Regions from separate parts of the Oryctolagus cuniculus genome. Here region 2 is linked to region 1. The links are chromatin contacts, called in public Micro-C maps. All regions are on one chromosome and are shown on one strand. The core of a region is the stretch at or near the end of the contact, and the rest is flanking DNA. Distances in the headings are between cores, read along the strand shown.

The links. Hi-C and Micro-C count contacts between places; a contact is called where the count stands out from the background.
Region 2: a contact with region 1 is called in a Micro-C map of ear pinna, with 20 times the contacts expected there. The contact joins two enhancer-like sites. A contact is called at or near these places in 4 of 6 Hi-C or Micro-C datasets (ear pinna, psoas muscle, skin fibroblasts and 1 more).

Annotation. Positions count from the first base shown.
Region 1 is chr7:111,177,681-111,181,482 of mOryCun1.1, forward strand. No RefSeq gene overlaps it. Among named protein-coding and RNA genes, the nearest start is that of TM2D1, 100 kb to the left of the region's middle. Within about 2 kb of position 1,886, at least 4 of the 8 cell types and tissues checked have an H3K27ac peak or open chromatin away from gene starts, as enhancers often do. A contact at or near this core is called in ear pinna, where this site is marked.
Region 2 is chr7:111,812,535-111,816,336 of mOryCun1.1, forward strand. All of the region lies in intron 1 of NFIA (nuclear factor I A), which reads right to left. Among named protein-coding and RNA genes, the nearest start is that of NFIA, 180 kb to the right of the region's middle. Within about 2 kb of position 1,952, at least 5 of the 8 cell types and tissues checked have an H3K27ac peak or open chromatin away from gene starts, as enhancers often do. A contact at or near this core is called in ear pinna, where this site is marked.

The DNA.
Region 1 (3,802 bases), core at 636-3,135:
CCAATATAACGAAATGGACTCTCATTTACCAGAAAGATGTTCACCTTTTAATTTGGAAACCAAGCGCTAACTGCCTACAGCAAAAGTTCCTTTTCAATTGGAAAATACCATGTTCGCCTATAATTATCATTGAGAAACTCAGCAACGGCTTATTAAGTGGATGTGGTAGACACTGGATGTAAGACACTTGTCCCACTAAAACAAAGCACCTGCCTGTTAAGAGCTCACTAACCCACAAGAGCAAAGACTCTGTCTTTTAGGCTAAAGAAATTCATTCATAAGTTTAGCAACCAGCTGGCATTAGCTTCAGGCAGCATCTGATCTTGGGAGTCAAGCAGCAGGAGCAGCCGCCTCAGGCCAGAGCAGAAGCTGGGACTGACCTCAGGGACAGAACAACAAGTATGCAGGGAAGCCAACTTCCTCCCAAGATAGCCTGCAGACCAACCTACAGTAAGGCAAAATGATTCTTTTGCCTTAGAAAATAAACATTAGAGAGGTCAAGAAAAGTTAGCCCCAAACCAGATCTGTCAGCAACTGGCTGGCACAGGAAAATGCACTGAAGTTCTCCAAATGAGGGCATGGAATGGGGTTGATTCTCAATCCCTGCTATGCACATTGGGGGTGGGGGCAAGAGCACTGGACTAGCCTACCTGGTGCAGGATTTTTGCAGGAATTACTAGCCATGAACAAAACCCATCTTACAACTTATGAATACTGGAAAAAGCAGGGAAGTGTTTTTTTTTTTTTTTAATCACATTCGCTCTCTGTTTGATAGAGTAGGTTATTTAGTGCATTGAGTCTTTTTTTTTTTTTTTTTAGATTTATTTAGTTATTTGAGAAGCAGCGTTACAGACAGAGAGGGAGAGACACAGAGAGTGGTCTCCCATCCCTTGGTTCACTCCCCAAACGGTGGCATCTGCTGGAGCTGGGACGATCCAAAGCCAGAACCCAGGAGCCAGGAGCCAGGAGCCAGGAGCCAGGAACTTCTTCTGGGTCTCCCATGTGGGTGCAGGGACCCAAGCACTTGGGCCATCTTCTGCTGCTTTCCCAGAGAGCTGGATGGGAAGAGGCGCCGCTGGGAACCGGTGCTGCAGGCCCGCGCTTAACCTACTATGCCACAGCACCGGCCCGGGGGTCATTCATTCATTCATTCATTCAATCAGCATTTATCTGCTAAGCACACACTATGTGCTGGGCCTGCACACTGGGACCACTCACTGCTTGGCTCTCAACCCGGGTTTCCATGTAAGCACGAGGCCCAAGTTTGTACGTAAATTTGATGGAGGCAGCGTGCCTATCTTTTCTCCTCCAAACACGAAGCGCTGTGCTGACTCGGACCTGGCTCTGTTGCCTCGATGTGGTGTGGAAATCCCTGCTTCCCACTCCTTTTGCTTTGCCTCCCTTCCCACTGGCTGGGAAACTCTCCAGGCAGGTGGCCCGGTGCCCCACCCCCACCAGGCCGCGGCGTTGCCGGCCTCGCGATTCCGGTAGGGGGAGCCAAACCCCCTGGCTGCGAGGCCGCGGGCCTGCCCGGGCGGCTGCCGAGCCGCCGCTTCTCCCAGCGCCGCCTTCGCTCTTGTGCGGTCTCCCTCAACGTCCCAAGCCAGCGGGTGCGTCTGAGGTGAAATCGTGCCAGACTTGCAGCCGGCTGCCAGGTTTCTCTCAAGTCTTGGCTTAACAAAGGCAAGCAAATTACAAAAATGGAAAATTTCAAACCAGCGTTCAGTGGGATTCAAATCGACGTTGGGGTAGCACGCAGGCACAGACCGCATTCGTGCTATTTTGTGATTACCATGATACCAAAAATACCTCCTGGCTTTGTTTTTCATCCTCTCGAACGACTTCTTTCCCTCTCCCGATTCCCGCCCTCCCCCGACCCGTTGCTTTGGGGCGCGGCAAGCCCCTGACCGCTGCAGAAATGCTAACATTTGGATCAGGGCGGCTGAAACATCTTGCCTCAGTCTTGACTTTTGTCAAGGGCTGAACTTTAAAAATGTGTGCACTTCTCAGCCCGGGGAAATACAGATAAAGAAGTTTCTAGACACTTCAGGAAGTTCTACAGGGCCTCTGCCAGGGCATGCAGCGCCGTTGTGTTTCACTCTGACAGAAGCAGAAGCCCCGGGCTCTCCCTGAGCGCCCCTCGTGCGCTCGGCCTCGGGGTTCTGAAGTGGCCCTGGAGCTGCGTCTTGAGTGATTTCACTTAACGCGAAGTCTTACAAAGAGCCTGGCGGCGTGTCCTCCCGTATTTCTGCAGTTGTTAGCCAGGCCCTGTCCCAAGTGGGTTTATGGGAAAGGCGCGCTCCCATTCTTCCCCCCACGCCCTCGGCCCTCCGGCTCGCACCATTTCTTTCCTGTTTCCTCACACAGCTGTGTTTGCTGTGCCTGGAGACAGGTGGGGGAGCAGCCTTGGAGGCCGGAGCTGCCAAGTTCCTCTCTAAGGACTGTCTGAATAGCTATTAAAATTTAAGGATCACGCACACACTTTGTTTGTTTGTTTGTGGCGGTGGTCGCTCCCTCTGCCTGCCTGTTTGTTGTAGGAGAGCAGCTGCACCAATTTGCCAGACAGATTAAATGTCACAGTCATACTATTGTCTGTGCTCTCCGGCCCACATAAGCATTGCCTTGGGCTGATGCCACATCTTTCTAGGCACCTGAGAAAGAGGGGTCCCACAGCCGTGGCCAAATCGTGGGCCTGCTTGTGAATCTTGGGAGAGAGGACCTGCCACATAAATAGGGAAACCCAAAGCTCACACGGGTGCTGGAAGTACTCATGTATGGCCACATCCAGAGACGCTTATTCGGGGTGGGTGCTGCATCCCATATTGGCACCTGTTCTTGCCCTGGCTACTCTTCTGATCCAGCTCTCTGCTTGTGGCCTGGGAAAGCAGTGAAAGCAGTGGGGGATGGCCCAAGTGCTTGGGCCCCTGCACCCTCCTGGGAGACCCGGAGGAGGCTCCTGGCTTTGCATTAGCTCGCTTGGCCGCTGAGACCATTTGGGGAATGAACCAGTGGATGGAGGAACTTTCTCTCTGTAAATTTATCTTTGAAATAAATAAATTTAAAAAATCTTTTAAAAAAAGGTGCTTATTGGTTTGGGTTCCCACAAATTAGAATTTTCTACTTGCATCAAATGATAACAGATCAATCAGGCTGGTAGTGGTTTTCAGAATTTGGAATAGAATAATACTTTTCCTTGAGCTGGCGCCGTAGCTCACTAGGCTAATCCTCTGCCTTGCGGCGCCGGCACACCGGGTTCTAGTCCCGGTCGGGGCGCCGGATTCTGTCCCGGTTGCCCCTCTTCCAGGCCAGCTCTCTGCTGTGGCCAGGGAGTGCAGTGGAGGATGGCCCAAGTGCTTGGGCCCTGCACCCCATGGGAGACCAGGAGAAGCACCTGGCTCCTGCCATCGGATCAGTGCGGTGCGCCGGCTGTGGCGGCCATTGGAGGGTGAACCAATGGCAAAGGAAGACCTTTCTCTCTGTCTCTCTCTCTCACTGTCCATTCTGCCTGTCAAAAAAAAAAAAAAAAGACTCTAACTTTCAAATAAATAATTAAAACCTTTACAAAAAAAAAGAATAATACTTTTCCAGCCTGGAATTAGACACCCTACGACTCCCTAAAGAGGGCTCCAATGAGAATACTTCCGGCTCTTTAAGGTGTTCATGGCTCTGTCTGTGCTGTGGCCCCTTCAAAACTTGCCTCAAATACAACCACCTCTCTGAAATCTTTCTCAGCTATGCCTGTGTAGTAGTCCCACTTAGAATTAATATGCCTACCATCTGTTAGCTGTAAGTCTGTAGCTTG
Region 2 (3,802 bases), core at 702-3,201, 630 kb after region 1:
TGCTAGGTGCAAAGTAGGCAAGTTGGTAGGAAAGACGATCTCTTAGTTTTGCTAGCATTGGGAAGATAATTTCAACATGCCAGTCCTTGTCTGCCTAAATGCCAGGAAAAGGCACACATGACTCAGTGCAGTTGGGATCTCTTACTCTCACCTACCATCAGGTCCAAGCACTAGCCCCTACTTCGGCTGTGTACACCTGTCGTCTTCAAAACAGCAGGTTCTGTTAGGGAGAGGGAGAGGGAGAGGGAGAGGGAGAGGGAGAGGGAGAGGGAGAGGGAGAGGGAGAGGGAGAGGGAGGGGGGGATAGGGCTGCTACATGGAGCAAGTGCTAGGAATTCACAAAAAGGAACACATCTTACTTAATTCTATCCTTTCTTAGGATGCTCGGAGAGACCAGGCCCACCAAGATTCCTGTTCAGACTCACCTGGGGCTCATCTCTCTTTTCACTTTCATTGTTCTATTTTCCCTTTCATCCCTTTCCTTCCCAGAGTTGCCTACCTCCTGAGGTAAGCGATCAGTAAAAACACCACCCTATTAGTATTGTTATGTAAAAGTTCACTTTACATTTGAGTGCTGATGTTGTAGCTAAATTCTGCAGAAGTCTATGAGATCCGTTCCCTGTCCCTTTGCTGCCGGTAACGCCAGCTTCTATTGCTTTTTAAAATTCACTAAAAGAATTCTCTCAAAGACTCAGAGAAAATGTGTAAATGTTAATTGGAAAAAAAAAAAAAAAGATCCCCTAACTCTCATGTATCTAACTTTCTCAGCTCCGGGACAAGGACTACAAGCAAATGGCAAACTTCAGGTAGCTTATTCTTTTAACCACTTTATGTTTCAGTAGCTATTTTTCTTCCTTAACTGAATGACGTAGTTTCATTTACCTCCACGCGTACCTTTCCCCGCGCGCCCTCACCGACCCGGCTCAGCGACTCTGGCCGAGTGAGGCCGCAGGGAGTGTTGGGGAGAGGCCCACGCAGCTGTTCCCTGGCTAAAGCGCTGCATTTCGAAGGATCTGAGCAAACGACTGAAGGAGAGGCTCCTTCTCGGCATTCGGTCGAGAGCTGCCGTAGAAGGACCGTGGGGTACGGCATCCTCCTGATCCGGCGCTAGGTCACGTCCGCGGACCAGTCTCCCTTGGCCGCCTCTGCACCGCGTCTGCCGCAGAGCGGGCCCGGCTGGCGGCGGCCGCGCAGCCCCTTTCCCTCTGCCCCGAGGTGGCACAGCCCCGGCGCACAGCGACAGCAGAGACGCCCGACGCCGCCGGGGCCACGCTCGGATCTGCCACGGCGCCAACCCCGCCACCCGCTCCCGTCTCCTGCCCTCTTCCTCCTCCCTCCCCCCACCCAGGATTGCTAGTGGCGGAGGAGGTGGGGGGAGCCGGGATGTGGAACTGACAAGTGTGTACAGAAATCTCCACGTCCTCTGCGGTCTCCCACCCGGGTGGGTTGGGGTTAAAAGCCCGGAATTCAACTTTGCTGCAAAATCTCGGGTTCTTAGGGAGGGGCTGGAGGGAAGGAAGACCCTGCGGGGAACGCGCAGGCCAAAGCAGCCGAGACCCCGCCCGGCGGCTGTCCCGTGGAGACGATGAAAGCCTAGAGTCCCGGGCGGGGCCGCCGGCTTCCCCGAGGGGGCGCGGGCGTGAGGCTGGGACAGCAGCGCGCTCGGGGATCCGGTCCCCCTGGCACAGGCAGCGCGCTCCCTGCCCTGCAGGTGCACCCCCGCCCCCTTTTGGTCCCCTCCGTGGAAACCGCTTTCCGGCCCAAGTTCTGTCCTTTGAGGCTTTGAACGAGGCCTTTCAGAAGTTTTTAAAGCTGCCCCGCCCCGCCCAGCACTCACAGGGTCACTCTCCCCCCAACCCTCCGCCCCCACCACAGCTGCGGGCAAGGCGGGGGCTGGAAGCCCGCGGGTCGGGGGACGGGCAGGCCCGGGGCCCTGGGATCGCAGCACCGCCCTGCGGCGCCAGGCTTAGCCCGGGAGCTCGAAGATCTCGATCCTAAGCCCCACCTGGGAGGAGGCGCAGGCCCGCCGCTGCCCGATCTCGCCAGCCCCGAGGGGTGAGGAGAGTCGGGGTACGCGGAGGAAGGGAGACCGAGAAGGGGCCGCACGGCCACACCATCGCCGTGGCTGCGCTGACCTCCAGCCGAGGGCCTATTTAAAGCGTCCTTGCCGACAGGCAGCTGGTGACCCTGTCCTCGCCCTCCAAGTTCCCCTTAGCGAAGCAGGGCGCCACCTACAGGCGAGTTCCAAATAGCACGGGAAAGAAAGGGACACCTGCAGTCATTGTGGTGCTGTCCAAGCAGGGCCCTGTTTTGTCCAGAGCCATTCTTCAGCGACTGAGTCGGCGCGGAGTTCCGGGTCTGTTGGCATCGGCAAAAGCCCAGAGGGCACTAAGAACGGGCTTTTGGGGAGGGGTCAGGACAGGAACTGGGCAAGTCCAGGACAAAAGAAGTGGCGGCTGCTACTGGGCTGCCAGAGTTTCCATCCTGACGATGCTGGCTGGGCTTAGAGTCCGGGGTCACCCTCAGGTTGTTTTCATAAGGTGCAGCATGTTTGATTGACAAGAGTAGCTGTGTGACCTTGGACAAGTCACTTATATAGGTGGGAAACTGTGAGCTTCTAAGAGGCCTCCACATATTTCTAATAGGCAAGTCATTTTTAGCTTCCAATTGTAAGACGTTATCCACTTCCTTTCTAATGTTTAAGGAAGAGGGCCTTAGTTAAGGGCAGAGGGCGCAGAGCAGCATGAGTATCTGATAGGGACAAGGGATGGCAACGACTTGTTAACGTCTCTCTCAGAATCAAATAGCATCTTTCAAGGAGGGATGACACTATTAGTATTTCCCATGCAACTCTAACACATAATTGGTTAGTTGCTATTTAATGGTTAATTGTCGTGGGATTTTTGCAATGTTATATGATAGACATCTTCATTTTGAAAAATGAGAAAATAAGGCAAGAGAATACAAGTCATAGTTGTTATATAGTTTTTGCTATGTAAAACTTTTCCTACTGGGGGTGGTGGGGGTGTTTGGCCTAGCAGTTGAGACATCTCTTGGGACACCTGCATCTCGTGTCAGAGTGTCTGAGTTTGAGTCCTAACTCCATGTTGGATGCTAGCTTCCTGCTAATGTACTTCCCGAGAAGCAGCAGGTAAAGACTCAATACCTGCCACCCATGGGAGAGACCAGGATTGAAGTCTAAGACTCTGGCATTGACGTGGCCCAGTCCTGGATGTTTTGGGCCTTTGGGGGAGTGAAACAGCAAATGGATGATCTCTCTGGGTCTTTATTTCTCTTGCCTCCCAAATAAAATAAAACAAATTTTAAATATTAAAAAATTTCAAAAAATTTCCTGCTTCAGCTGCCCCAATCTACACAAGGAATTATCAAAAAGTTTACAGAAAATGTATCAAGAAAGACAATGGATTTAAAGTATTTTTTGCACTAAAATATACTTATCTTTTTTAAAAAGATTTATTTATTTTATTTGAAGGTAGAGTTACAGAGAGGCGGGGGGGAGAGAGAGAGAGAGAGAGAGAGAAAGGTTTTCCATCTGCTGGTTCACTCCCCAGATGGCCACAACTGCCGGAGCTGGGCCAATCCGAAGCCAGGAGCCAGGAGCTTCCTCTGGGTCTCCCACGTGGGTGCAGGGGCCCAAGAACTTGGGCCATTTTTCACTGCTTTGCCAGGCGATAGCAGAGAGCTGGATCGGAAGTAGAGCAGCTGGGACTTGAACCAGTGCCCATATGGGATGCCAGCACTGCAGGCGGTGGCTTTCCCTGCTACGCCACAGCGCTGGCCC